3 separate regions of the Sus scrofa genome follow, and all the other regions are linked to region 1. The links are chromatin contacts, called in public Hi-C maps. All regions are on one chromosome and are shown on one strand. Each heading gives the region's core, a stretch centred on a gene start, on an enhancer-like site or on the middle of the called end of the contact. The rest is flanking DNA. Distances are from core to core; before and after follow the strand shown. Region 1 holds the start of BBS4 (Bardet-Biedl syndrome 4). Region 2 holds the start of PKM (poly [ADP-ribose] polymerase 6). Region 3 holds the start of GRAMD2A (GRAM domain-containing protein 2).

Evidence for each region. A called contact is a pair of places that touch in the nucleus more often than the background predicts.
Region 2: a contact with region 1 is called in a Hi-C map of liver, with 6 times the contacts expected there. The contact joins the promoter of PKM here to the promoter of BBS4 in region 1. A contact is called at or near these places in 2 of 47 Hi-C or Micro-C datasets (heart right ventricle and liver) and 1 of 2 datasets of contacts at active chromatin or transcription factors (alveolar macrophages).
Region 3: a contact with region 1 is called in a Hi-C map of retroperitoneal adipose tissue, with 1.9 times the contacts expected there. The contact joins the promoter of GRAMD2A here to the promoter of BBS4 in region 1. A contact is called at or near these places in 2 of 47 Hi-C or Micro-C datasets (heart right ventricle and retroperitoneal adipose tissue).

Annotation. Positions count from the first base shown.
Region 1 is chr7:60,691,925-60,696,195 of Sscrofa11.1, reverse strand. BBS4 (Bardet-Biedl syndrome 4) reads left to right here and starts at 2,868. Exons shown (of 16, transcript NM_001244787.1): 1 at 2,868-2,910. The coding sequence starts at 2,887.
Region 2 is chr7:60,970,844-60,975,413 of Sscrofa11.1, reverse strand. PKM (poly [ADP-ribose] polymerase 6) reads right to left here and starts at 2,407. Exons shown (of 32, transcript XM_021099107.1): 1 at 2,160-2,407. LOC102166620 (a long non-coding RNA gene) reads left to right here and starts at 3,693. Exons shown (of 5, transcript XR_001297909.2): 1 at 3,693-3,931.
Region 3 is chr7:61,030,503-61,035,425 of Sscrofa11.1, reverse strand. GRAMD2A (GRAM domain-containing protein 2) reads right to left here and starts at 2,643. Exons shown (of 12, transcript XM_013978113.2): 1 at 1,472-2,643. The coding sequence starts at 1,512. It overlaps PKM (poly [ADP-ribose] polymerase 6), which reads right to left. Exons shown (of 32, transcript XM_021099107.1): 31 at 3,954-4,135; 32 at 2,648-3,372. The coding sequence ends at 3,266.

The DNA of each region.
Region 1 (4,271 bases), core at 1,619-4,118:
TTTGTCCATTTCTTTTTCCTTCACTCTAGTCCAAGGGAAGTGTTGTATCATCTCTTGTTTGCAGTATCCTTTAGTCACCCATAGATTATCAGTTCCTGTCTCCAGTTCATTCTTTACTTCTTAGCCAACACAAACTCATTAAATGTCAATTCTGTGTCACTCCTTGTTCAAAACTCTCTAGTGCCTTCCCAATGCCCTTAGAATAAACCCCTCACATGGTGTCTCTTGATCTGCACACTAGTCTCTCATACCTCTCCATCTATTGCAACCAACTCTTCCCTTTTCTCTTTCCAGCCAGGCTGGTTTTTCTGTGTGGCAATGTGGCCAAGCTTCTTCCATCCTCAGGGCCTTTGTACAAGCTTTTCCTTTGCCTTAGAATTCTTTCCCTGCCTGCCCACTTACCCCTTCCCCTTTCCCAAGCTAATGCCTTATCTTTTAGGCCTCACTTTATTTCTTTTTTGGCCACCTTGAGGGATATGGAGTTCCCAGTGCAAGGATTAGATCCCATGAAGCTGTGGGGATTGAACCTTCGTCTTGTTACTGCAGAGATGTCACCGATCCCATTGCTCCATATCGGGAACTTCAGGTCTTATTTTAAACATATCTTACCCAGGGAAACGTCCTTGTCCAGTCAAGTCTAGATTGGATCTTTCTGTTACTCACTTTTACTACTCTGTATTGCTCCTTCAGCATTTACCACAATTCTATGGTTATGTTGTTCTTTTAATTAATTTTTCTCTTATCAGAATAAGTAATACATCCATTTCATGAAAAATTCAAATTGTAAACAGGGTATAAAGTCTCTTCTCTTCCCTTCCCTCTGCTACCCAGTTCTCCTTACAAGTAACTACTTTTAGTATTTTGAATATCCTTTCAGAGATATTTTGAGTATATAAGCAATTATGTACATATTATTCATCTTTATTTCTGCCTTCTCTTTTTAAAAATTAAAAAAAAAAAAATTGGCTGCAGCATGCAGAGGCTTGTGGGATCTCAGTTCCTTGACCAGGTCTTGAACTCCGATGGCAGAGGTGAAGGCACTAAGTCCTAACCACTAGACCACCAGGGAACTCCCTGCCTTCTCTTTTATTTGCACAGATCCCATGTACATTTTTCTGCACTTTGTTTTTATGTGTTAATAATATATCTTGGTGGAGTTCCTGCTGTGGTGCAGTGGGTTAAGAAACTGACTGCAGCAGTTTGGGTCACTGTGGAGGTGTAGGTTTGATCCCTGGCCTGGCTTAGAGAGTTAACAGATCTGGCATTGCTGCAGCTGCGGTGTAGGTCATAGCTGTGGCTTGGATTCATCCCCTGGCCCAGGAATTTCCATAAGCTACAGGTGGGGCATATATATATATATATATATATAGAGAGAGAGAGAGAGAGAGAGAGAGAGACCGTGTGCACAATTCTACATAAAAATGTAAATAGTTCCTTTTTCATGTATCATGCAGTATGGGCTCATCACACTTTCTTTAACCTCAATTAGTGGGCATTAAGGTTGTTTTCAGACTTTGGTTGTTATAACAATGCTGCATCAAATAACTCTGTATTTAAAGTCCTCTCCCACATTTATACCCATAGAATATATTCCTAGAATTAGTATAATGAAATTAAAGGTTATGTTATGTGCATTTTTAATTTGGGTAGTTATTCCAAACTGCTGTCAATTTACATCTCCACTAGCTACAGATGAAGAATATATGCATGTTTACTCACAACTTGGTGAAAATTTTTGTTCTCTGCCAATGTAAGAGGTGGAAAGTATCTTTTGGAAACTTTAATTTGCATGTTTTTTCTTCCTTACAAAGTTATATTTTCATATGTTTAAGAGCTATTTGTATTTGTTCTTTAGTGAACTATTTCTTCATAAACTTTGCTTATGTTATTATTCAATGTGTGATTTCCTCGCTATACTCTAAAGTCAGTGCTCCTGGTGTAGAGTTCCAATGTATTTTGTCACAGGGCTTCTGGTACTGAAATGAATGAAGCTCAAAGAAACGCCTGGCTCAAGTCATGCAGTAGTCAAATCCAGACTACTAAGTATTGACTCCAAAGCCCAAGTATTTCCACAATCACTCAGTGCAAAGACTAAGCATTTAATTCACCACACCAGGTCCCAGAAAGGTACGAAGGCTGAAATGTGTTGCAAAGTGAAGACTGTAGCAAAAAAGGTGAACAAATGCCTATATACAGTAGCAGCAGTTTTCAGATTTTACCGCCATGCAGGAACCCAGGCACGTTGTGGCATCTTTATTCATCGAGGCTAGATTTTTGGGTTTCTTATGAAATCTTCTAATTCTTAAATATTTGCAGTCAAAACAAGGCTGCGTTTAAATGCAGCCCACCAGCTGCTAATTTGCAAACCCTAGCGTAAACAAAAGTGGGAGGCCGACGGGGCAGACCATACCGTAGCCAAGAAACAAGGAATTTTTATCTAAGGCGAAAATGAAGTTCTGGGTCCTAGGGTTTGGGGTTGAGGGCCGGGGCTTCCGGAAGAAGGCTAGAAATAAACGCTGGGTGGCGTTAAAGCAGGGCAGGGCCAGATGGGGCTGGCCACTCCACCCAGCGCTGTGGGGGGGGGGGGTCTCGCAAACAGCGTCCACACGATGGAGTGGGGCGGTAAGCGCTGGCCGGGATGAAGGAGACCACTGGCTGCGTATACCCTCACCGGCTCCTTTAAAGTCAAGTGGACTGCAGCAAAGTGCCCAACTCTTGCCTCTTTTCTGGAATCCTGGGCCTCCCAGGCAAAGCCTTCCGCTCGGCGATCTACTTCTTACCCTGCTTCCAGCTCCCTCCCTACTCCCCCAGTCCTATGATTTCCGTTTGCCTGGTTGTCTGGGAAACCGCCGACTTCCGGCCTCGCATTGTGGGGGCGGAGCTAAGATGGCTGAGGAGAGACTCGCTACGGTGAGCGCTAAATTTCTGTTTAGTATTCCGGCCGCCAGGCAGGGTTGGGCAGGGGTAGGCCCGCCGGGGCTGGGCGGAGCGGCTCCGGAGCAGAACGGCCAGGCAGGCTGGTGGGCAGGCAGTGTCCCACGCCGCTGCTGCTGGGGAAATGTGGAGCTGAGGCGGGAGCGGTTAGTCTCCTGGGAACTGCTCGGCCAGGGGACAGGCTGAGTTCTCTGCAGTTCTGGGCCTGTGCTAGGGCTAGAGCCCCTCTTGAGGTGCTCTGGCTGGAAAGGGGAGATTTTCATCAGAAACGGCTCTTTTCCTAGCCCCATACTTTCTGTCTCATGAGGTTTGGAAAGGAAGCACTACACACTGTGCAAAACAGTTTCTGTTAATCCCCTGGATTAGACATTGAAGGAAACAAATCCTGGAAGCTTTCTGCGTCACTACCTTCTGCCGGTGGGGCGGGACAGTTTTCTCAAGTTTAGGAAAAGACTGTTTTGGGATTCAGCTGGTCTGAATTAGGTGTTGTTGATTCAACCCCACGTACTGCTAATACAAAATAGCTCAGGTTAATTCAGGATGGCCCAGTAATAGTTACTTTTGAGGCGTAAATTCATAATTAGATCTAACTTCTGTAACGTTCCAAGTGTGAAACTGTCCACTTTTTTTTTTTTTTTTTTTTTTTTCCTTTTTAGAGCTGAACCTATGGAGTACGGAAGTTCCCAGGCTAGGTGTCCAGGAGGAGCTTCATCCACAGCAACACCAGATCTAAGCCACGTCCCCAACCTATGCTGCACCTTGTGGCAAACTGAATTCTTAACCCACTGAGTGAGGCCAGGGATCTAACCCACATCGTCATGGATGCTAGTTGGTTTTGTAACCATCCGAGCCACAATGGGTATTCCAAAATCAAATTATTGTAGTGTAATCAGAAAACTCAGAATACAGACTGGGAGACCTAAAGCAAAGATTTTTGTTAATTAAAAAAAAAAAAAGCATTATTAGTTCTTCTAGATTTTAGACATTGAAAACATAATAAAATCCTTGACCTACATAAATGTTAGGTATAACGGTAATATGACATTGCTGGAAACATACCTTATTCTCTAGTTCTCATTGCTGGTACAGGTTGGTGTTGATGAACAGAATATGAATGTGATGGCAGAATTTTCCTGTATTTTTGAGTCTCTGATAGCATATTAAAGAGAATGACTTTCTTGTTTTGATATAACTTCAGGACTTCAGTCAAAAGTTAACTATTTTCAGGAGTTCCCGTCGTGGCGCAGTGGTTAACGAATCCGACTAGGAACCATGAGGTTGCGGGTTCGGTCCCTGCCCTTGCTCAGTGGGTTAACGAACCGGCATTGCCGTGAGCT
Region 2 (4,570 bases), core at 1,158-3,657, 280 kb before region 1:
TGCATCAAACCTCTGACGCCACAAGTGATGGTGGCAGAACCAGACGCTTATGCTACTCAGTCTAGTCAGTTCATTTTAGAATATTCTTCATAGTACCAACGCCCATCAGAAGCAGACTCTTTTGGAGTCTTTACCCCTGGTGATTTAGTCATAATCTCTTATTTAACACTAGCATCCCTCAAAGACATCATATAACAATCAGAGCCAAGTTAAAAAGTCCTCAACAACACTGACCATTCTCTGGTACTCATAGTCTGAGTTGTCATAGTCAAAATAAAGCCATGGACTCATCTTGGAACCCACTCCCCAATTAATGTAATAATGATCCAAAGAAATGCTCAGAAAAACACTAACTCCTAGCCCTTTCACAAAACTAAAAACCACTGTCCTTGGCCTTCTTGGCTCTACATTTATCTCAGTTTCATCCATCCCAACCTTAAAGAGAGATGTTCTTGGTCTGTAACATGGTTCTATTGAATCTTAGGTTACTAGATCCTTGGTTCTGTGGATCTGCAGAATCAATATCACCTGGGAACTTGTTAAAAATGTAAATTCATGGAGTTCCTTTTGTGGCTCAGCAGAAACAAACCCAACTAGTATCCATGAGGATGTGGGTTCAATTCCTGGCCACGCTCAGTAAATTAAGGATCTGGTGTTGCCATGAGCCGCAGTGTAGGTTGCAGACATGGCTGGGATCCCATGTTGCTGTGGCAGTGGCATAGGCCAGAAGCTGGAGCTCCAATTCGACCCCTAGCCAGGGAGCTTCCATGGGCTCCAGGTGTGTTCCTAAAAGGCAAAAAAAAAAAAAAAAAAGAGTAAATTCTCAGACCTCATACTGAAACCTACTGAACTAGAAACTTCAGAGATGGGATGTTTTAACAAGCCCTCCAAGTTATTCTGATGAATGATAAAATCTGAGACCACTGTTCTAAATCCTTGTGTGTTCCAAGGGCTTGTGGTCTGTTCCTCGGATACCAATTTAAACCTGGTAACTGACCCAGAATGGGGACCTAAAGCACAATGCCAGGGCAAACAACATAGCAGTCCTTCAGCCAACAGTGCTGCCTGACCCATTACAAACAAAATGCACAAGGAAACTGCAGCTGAAGTTCTTAGAGATGAAATGCTTGATATCTTTAAATATTCAAATCTTAATTTAAATATTTCCTTTTTTATTGTCTTTTTAAGGCCACACCTGCAGCATATTGAGGTTCCCAGGCTAGGGGTCCAATTGGAGCTGTAACCACTGGCCTACACCACAGCCACAGCCACGCCAGATCCGAGCCATGTCTTCGAACTACACCACAGCTCACGGCAACACCAGATCCTTAACCCACTGAGCAAGGGCAGGGATAGAACCCACAACCTCATGGTTCCTAGTCGGATTCGTTTCCACTGCACCACGATGGGAACGCCAAGATTTGCTTTAAAATACTATTCCAGCACAAATAAAATGGGGAACAGATGAAATGTTCAGATGAAAATCATAAAATGTTGATTACAAACGAAGCTGAGTGATAAGTACACAAGGGTTTGTAAACTCTCTACTTTTGTATATAGTTGGAAATTTTCATTCTAAAAAGAAAAACAAACAAACCCAGAGGCTACTTTCATACTTTTTAAGGAGTCTCCTATCAACTCTAAATGTGAAATGAAGAGTATCACTGAAACTCTCTAACTTGCTGTTCTTCCAACATATCAAGCATATTCCCACCACAGGGTCTTTGTGCCTGCTTGCCACTCTTCTTGGAATGCTTTTCACCCATATTCACTGGGCTTGCTCCTTTACTCTTTCAGATCTCTGCTTGAAGATCACCTTGACTATCCTACATAAAACAGTAAAATCACAATACACAACACACTAGCACTCTCCAAACCCTTTCCTTGCTTTATTTTTTCCTACAGCACTTACCACTCTATGACAAAATGTTTGTTTATTGTATTTACCTCCCATCAGAATGTAAGCTCTACGGTGGCAGAGGCTTTGAGCATTTTCACTGTCTGTACTGTCAGTCCCTCATAACATAGCTAATTGAATGAGTGAATGAATGAATGAACTGTGACCTAAGCCAAAGGGGAGATAAATACAAGAACCTAAACACATCTACACATAGACAAAACCATACAAAAATGATTTTAAAAAGCAAGACTCCATTCACCTTCAAGAGCAGCTGAGAACCAAACTATGAAGATCTGGGGTGGGGTTTGTGAGATTTGAAAATAAACAGGTGCTGATCTGGACGGTCTCAGAGGAACAAAGAGGGAGGCATTAATGTCCTGGATGACAATGGTGTAGCCCAGAAGTGCCAACTTTCTCAAGCTCTTTGCCACTGTGCCACTGTAGAGGTCAAGAAAGCTTAGTCTCTCTCCAAGGGCTGTTGCTGCTTGGTTTCTGCTGTTACCACAAGGAGAAAAAAGTAGTTCAGAGAGAATTTTTCCTGTCCAGTGAAGAAACAATTTAGAGACTACCATCTTTTTCAAACTAGGCTGTATATAACCTATTTTAAACTTTTCACACTACAGATAGAGTATGCAGGTGCAGGGACGTCAAGCAACTTGCTTAGGGTCAGAAGTATAATAGCGTACAGTGGAACTGGGGACTATAGCACATTTGTCAGATTCTAATGACATCCACTCTTCCAGTGATGAGATTACAACCCAATTAAGGGAGCTGTTAATGAACTAGTAAGAAAGACCTATTTGATTTATCTAAACGAGGTAATCAAGGGAACCCTTTCAAGAAAAGCCAAGTCAAATACTGACTGTATGAAGAATGCCCAGAGAAGGGTGTCAGCGCTAGAGAGCAGCTAACAAAAAATTTGCATAAGAATAGGCCAAAAGTAAATAAGCATCAAGTCCGGATCACAAATGTCCTGGCCTAGGTCCAAAAGCGCTTCTCCGCGTGACAACTTTGCATCTAGTCAAAGAAGCCTCCGATCTCAACGTTTGATCCCGGCTTGGCGGTCCTGGGAAAGAAGGTGACTCCGCTCTGCAGCGAAGTGCTCCTTTCAAAAAGCCTAGGCCATGGAACAAAGAGTGCGGGGGAGAACCCACCGCCCGGCGATGCCCGCTTCCCAGCGCTATCTCGTGTACCCGGCGGAAGAAGAGGCCGGGGTGAGCCCCCAACATTGGCCGCCACTCGTGCTTCCAGAACAGGCCCTCACTGAGGCCTCCCTTGGGGAAGCACTTAGAGCTCTTCTCCGGTTTCCCCCGGAGACCCCGAAGACACCCAACACCTGCCTCCCGGGGAAGAAGCTCTGAGCCCGATCTGTGTCGCCAGCCGCCCGGCCATAAGCGAAGCCTGTTAAACTCAGAAGGCCTCTCAGAGCCACCGGGTCCAAACCCTTCACTTCCTCCACCCTGGCCCCGCACCCTTCCCGCGGCTCGGCCGCCCCGCCCCGTCCCCGTGGCGGCCGCCCCACAAGCTGGCCTCGCGAGTACTCACGGCGACCCCGGGCCGCGCGCGGCCGCCGCTGAGGGGACGAGCGGCCCGGGACGCCCCGCGGGGGCGGAGCGGCAGGCCAAGGGGCGGGGGCCGGGGCCGGGCGGGAGAGGTCGCGCACCCGCACGCCTCGTCGTTCCGTCACGGCCGCGCTGAGCCACTCTGCGCACGCTCGCGCGGCGGGCACCGTGGCCACGTGGTCCGCTTCGGACCAACTGCCACGCGGCCTGCCCCTGGGCACGCCCCCGCCCCCGACGCCAGGCTTGAGGTGCCTGCGCAGTGGTTGCCGTTTGGGAGGAGGCACGGAGCAGGGGGGGCGCCTGCGCTGTGAGTCGGCGGCGGATGTGTAGAGAAACAAGAGGGGCCCTGAGAGGGCGGGGAGAGCCCGCTGAACCAGATGGTTGGGCGCCCCATGCGGTTGGGAGGAAGGAGCAGGGAAAGCACTCCGGAAGCCTCTTTGGAGCCCAGGCGGCGATAGAGATTGAGAAGGTACTCTTGAGACCCTCTTGACTCCAAGAATCTCTAGTTTGTAATACCTCAGGGTCTTTTAATTCTTAAGTTTAATTCATTTGCGCCCCTGGTAGCTGTGGTGTGCTGGAAAGCACTCTGGCCTTATATTCAGAAAATCTGGATTCACAACTTTCTTTCAGGACTTACTCTTTCAGCCTTGAACCAAGACTTTCACTTTCTAGAGTTTCCGTCAAGTCTTAATTTTCTCATCTGGGAAGTGGGGACAATAATACCTGTTTAATAGGGCTCTTGTGGTGAGGATGAAATGAGAAGGTATGTCGAATTGTATGAATGTGCATTTGACTCTTCATATTTTACAAAACAAAAAATTTATATGGTTCAGCCTAACACATATAAATGGAAGCTGTTGACTGGTTATTGTGGTTATTGACCTCAGACATGGCCAGACCTCCCTTCGTCCTTACCAGAATCAGGTGTTTTGGAGTTACTACATGCTCGTTTTTTCCATCAGCACTATTGGGGAAGGCTTATTGTCTATCTACTTCCCTCTTTTTAGCTAAACACAGCATACACAAGGAAGCTTTGGCTCTGAGTGATATAAACACATGACATATGCAGCCCTCCTGAGCCGGCCTCAGTCAGAATTTTCCCAATGAT
Region 3 (4,923 bases), core at 1,394-3,893, 340 kb before region 1:
AAGACTCACCTAAGCTCAGAAATTTCAAGCAACCAGTAACATCAAGGCATGGATAGGACCTTGGCTGTCCCCTCTAGGCTATTCAGAAAATTCTCCCAAAGGTAAGTCAGGAAAGAGAAGTTCGATTTGGTCCCAGCAGAAATGCTCCTGGAAGCTCAGTGGCAGCTTGTGGCAGCTTTGGGCTCTAAACCTGCCCATTTGCCCCAGAGATGCTCACTGTTGACTGGTCCTGTCAAACAATAGCCTCAGACCTGAAAGCAGCTGCCTGTGCAAACAGAGTACTGTGATAGGAGCATACTGGCCCCCTCAGTGCAGGAGGGGAGGGACACCCTATCCTCCACTCCCTGCAACCCCAAAGTCTTCAGTCTGAAAGGAGCTGGACTTCAGAGCCATCTGGAGGTGTACATGAGGAAAAGGCAGGATTGTCAGGACAGTCTCTCATTCCCTAGAAGCCTAATTCCTCCAAGGATGGATGGGGCAAGCAAAGCAAAGAAGGGCAAGTGCCAGCTGGGTAGAGCTCCACCAGCCTCTCTGGGGACAGGACAGAGAGAGCCCTTAAACATTCCACTAGCTCCATATAGACTGGGCACTGGGCTCACACACTTTCACCCTATCTGCCCCAGTGCTAGCTGGCCAGGGGTGCCAGGCGCCCTCCAGAGCTCAGGCTGTGGGGGTTGAGACCTGGGCAAAGGCAGGAATTTACAGGTTCATCCACTGGCTCTTTTTCCCAAAAACCTCTACCTCCAGGGCCCCATGACCTCAGGGGACAGAGACCCCAATTCATGGTGTCACCTGAAACGCCACCTCCCGCCTTCCCTGCCTCCCTGCCCCTTCCCTAGCTCCAAGAATTTTGCTTCCTCCGAGGGCGAGGGTGGAAGAGATCTTGAGGCTGAGAGACTGGCCCCAGCCCGCCCGACCGGGGCCGTCCTGACGCGCAGGTGCGGCCGTCGTGCTGGGGCAGCTCCACGTTGCCTCCTGGGCAGCTCAGCGCCGCTACAATTGCACACCCGGTTAGGCGAGGAGAGAGGCTGACCCTTCCAGGGGCCAAAAGGAATGCCCCGGCCCTTGGGTGGGGGGCAGTCAGGACTTGGGGTCGATATGGCTGGGGAATGAATGAATGACCGACCAACGACGGCGGAGAAGGGTGGTGGTGGACCCTGGGAGGTACCCCGAGGAGGGTGACCTCCGCCTCCCTGATGCCGCCCAGACGTGCCTCATCCCCAGGGTCAGGGGGTGCAGCACGAAGCGCCGACAGACGGACATCCCGCCTCCACGCGAAGACCTAGCAGCCCAGGAAGCGCTCGGGCCCGCGCAGCGCAGTTTTGGAGCTGAGCCCGCATTCCGGCGGCTGGGAAGTGTCTGCCCCGCGGGCAGAAAGCTCGGAAGTGCGGCGGCCGCCGGTCCAGTCGGACAGCGTCCCTTCGAGGCGGCCTCTGGGACCCCGCGCGGTCCGCGAGTCACAGACCCTTACCTGCAGGACTCCGCAGCCTCGCCTCGGCTCACGGCAGTCATCTCGGAGCCTCCAGGTCGGTGGAAACATCGCGGCTGGATTGAACACTCACCCACGATCTCCTCGGAGGACACGCCCCCGAACGCCCATTGGCTGCCCGTGCGGGGCGGGTCCAGCCCATTGGCAGTTCCTCCCTCTCTCCAGATCTAAGTGGGGTCCCAAGTTCTGCTCGGATCCTACGGCTCGGTCCACCCGATTGTCCGTCTGGGTCTACTCTTCACAGCGAGGGCCTTAGGTGCCTGCTCCACGTTCTTCCTCTTTAGCGCATTAGCCTTGGAGCCCGAGGCCTCTGCAGCAACCAATTCCCGCCCGCCTCCAAAACCTCCCAAACCTAAGTTCCAGGGCAGTTTCAATTTCTCTTCACAATAGAAGAGGATATGAGTAGGGAACACCAGAGGGAATTTTGAACAAGAGTCGGATGTCGGATAGCTCCGGAGATGAAATGATTCATGTACTTTTCCCAGAGTTGGGGGCTTGGCAATCTCCCCAAACAGAACGCTTTCGGAGGTCTCTAGGGAGGGACCGCAGATGGCCAGAAATCAAGAGTGGGGCAGCACAGGTGAAGAGATCAGATTGGTGGGGATGTGGCAAACTGACCTTTGGGCCCTTTCCCTCAAATCCCCACCAGGAAAGGGTTGGTCCTTGGGACTGGTCTGGAGAAAAGGTGCAAGCCAGATGCAGTTTCATGCCCAGCCCTCTCCCCTCCCCTTGGCCCTGCTTTATTATGGAAGGTGGGCATTAGAAAACAGAAGGAACACAAAAGCAGCCCAGGTTTCCATAAATTTTCTGGAATCTGGCCTCATCCTTCCATTAGAGGCCTCTACTCCAGGAGAACCTAGGGGGAGGGGCAGGGCAAGGGCCATCTCACTCGCCAGTTTACTCAGGAGCAGGAGGAAGAGGACCTTTTTGCTGCCTTCTCTGAGCTTTTAGATCCCCGGGTGATGCAAAGGGTAACGTGTATCCTCAAGACAGTCAGCAACGGCTTTCCCAGCACCTCAGCACGGTGGGAGACAGGATGGCAGGTGGCTTAAGTTGTTAACACAGGAGTACACAGCCACAAGGCTGTTGCCATTTTCACCCCACTCAGAGGGCAGGGTTCAACCACCCCCTTAATCATCAGAAAAGAGAGGAAACAGGTGCTTCAGCTGTTGTTTATTGACATACAGGTAGACTCTATAGCAACAGGCCTGGAGGCGGCTGCAGTAGTCGGGGAAATGGGAGGTGGAGGGTGGAGTGTTTGTCTGCAGCGGCAGCTAAATGGAGTGAAGGAACAGAAGTGCACAGTGCACAACAAAGGGGGAGTGAGGGAGGCTAAGGGGGTTGGAGAAGTAAGTAAGGGCCAGGGCCAGAGTCTGCTTAAACTGGAACCACTGCTTCATGCCCCATGCCCTAAGGCCCCTGCTCTTTGCTGATTCCAGGCCAGGGCTGGGAGTTCTCTGGGTATCCATTTTCTACAGAACTACAGGAGTACACAAAGGAAGAGAAGCAGGAGCTGTTGCCCTCTGGGGACTCCAGTCCTGCCTGCACCCTTCCTTCATCCCTTGCTTGGATGGGGATACTTGATGGGAGGTCCAGCTCTGAACTACCCCACCCAAGCAGGGTCTTAAAAACAGCCATGTTTCACAGAGGTGTCCCTGGGTCCCAGCCCACCAGTGCCACACACGGCCCCAAGTGAGCACTACAAGCATTTCTGGCCTAATGGATGGATTGAGGGAGGGGGATGGGATGGGGCTGGAGTAGGGGCTGCAGGGTGCATCACGGCACAGGCACTACGCGCATGGTGTTGGTGAAGCCGGAACCAGGGCGCCACCCGGTCAGCACAATGACCACATCTCCCTTCTTGAAGAAGCCTCGGGCTTTGCCTGGGGAAAAAGAGGAGAGAGGCGGGTGAGTAAAAATCATGCCAGGAAGGTATGCACCTGCAAGACGGCCCCACAATCAAAAATAGCAAGAAGGACAGGCAGGCCTTTACTTCCTTATACCCACAAGGTGGCGCCAGCCCCACAGCCCTGATATTTCCTTATCATTCAGAGCAGAGCTGGCAGGGACCTTTGGACAACATTCATTTTCTACTCTAGAGGGTGGAGAGCCCAGCTCAAGGTCACAGCTATAGCTGCTTCCTCTGATCCCACAACACTCTGCTCTTATACTGGACAGAAGCCATATGTGGGCTGCCCCACAATGCAGGAGCTCTGGCTAAATTTATGAAAAATCTCAATAATGAGCAGATGCTAAAGAATGAACAACCCTAGCTCTCCAGGATCCCTTGCTTTGGACCCCAGACTAGAAGAGAGTGAGGAGAGAAAATGGGTGGATCAGACCCTCCTGGTCTCAGCCCAGAGGCTTCAGGGAATGGGATGGAGGATTCAGAGAGAACATTCAGCATTAGAGAGGGACACCTTCCCCAACCCCCACCTCTAGCCCTTGCTTCCCAGCCACGCACCAACATTCATGGCCAAGTTCACCCGGAGGTCCACGTCCTCGGCCCAGGCCTCCTGCACTGGGTCCTTACACACCACGGGGAAGATGCCGCGGTACAGGTGGGCCTGGCGAGCTGTCTGGTGATTCCGGGTCACAGCAATGATGGGGGCTCGGGGGCGGTACCTAGCCACCTGATGTGCAGACCTGAGATGAGGGACAGGCAAGACCATTAAACAGTGTCCCAGGAAGCCCCTCAGGGCCTTTAGCAAGAGCTCACCCTCTAATCCAACTCACCATGCCAGCCTAAGGCTCTGACCAGTTCAGTATCTGCTCCCAAGGCTGGGCAGCCCCTCATCCTTTATCTTCCACAGCATATAGCTCTTCTTCACAGCTGTGCTCTCCATCTATGCTGCACCCCTCCCCACAGGCCTGGGCCTGGGGATCATGCTGACCCAGCCTGGTCAGGCTCACCCACTTACCCACAGGGCCCATAGTTGGCAGAACCCCCCTTCCCTGAATTTTTCCATTCTGGCACAGGGAGGCAGCCCTGCCCAACCTCACCACACCCATTTCTTTTGCTGCCAGCAACACTACATACAAGCCAAGCAGCATGTGAATAGCACCTGACTCTTGACATCTACATAAAACAGGAGCAGAGCCCACCAGTCCCCCTGAGACTTTATAACGCAAGCCTTCCCTTCTGCTGTGCCCTCTCCCGACCTCACATGACCCCTGAAACAGTCCCAGCAACTGGGCTGTAGAGCTCAAGTAAAACCCAAGCGAGGTTTAGAAATATAGGTGCTACCCAGGAGTCAAGACCAGGAGATTGGAGTGCTTAGCAGGGAAGGCTTTGCCTGTGGAGGCTCCTCTGGAGGGGTGAGGGCCCCCCCCCTTAAAACCCTAATGCCGGCACTTCTTTCAACACTGACACTATGCACTTGTAGCTGCAGATGTGTCTTAGGGGTTGGAAGGGCTTGCAGGGGGAACTGGGC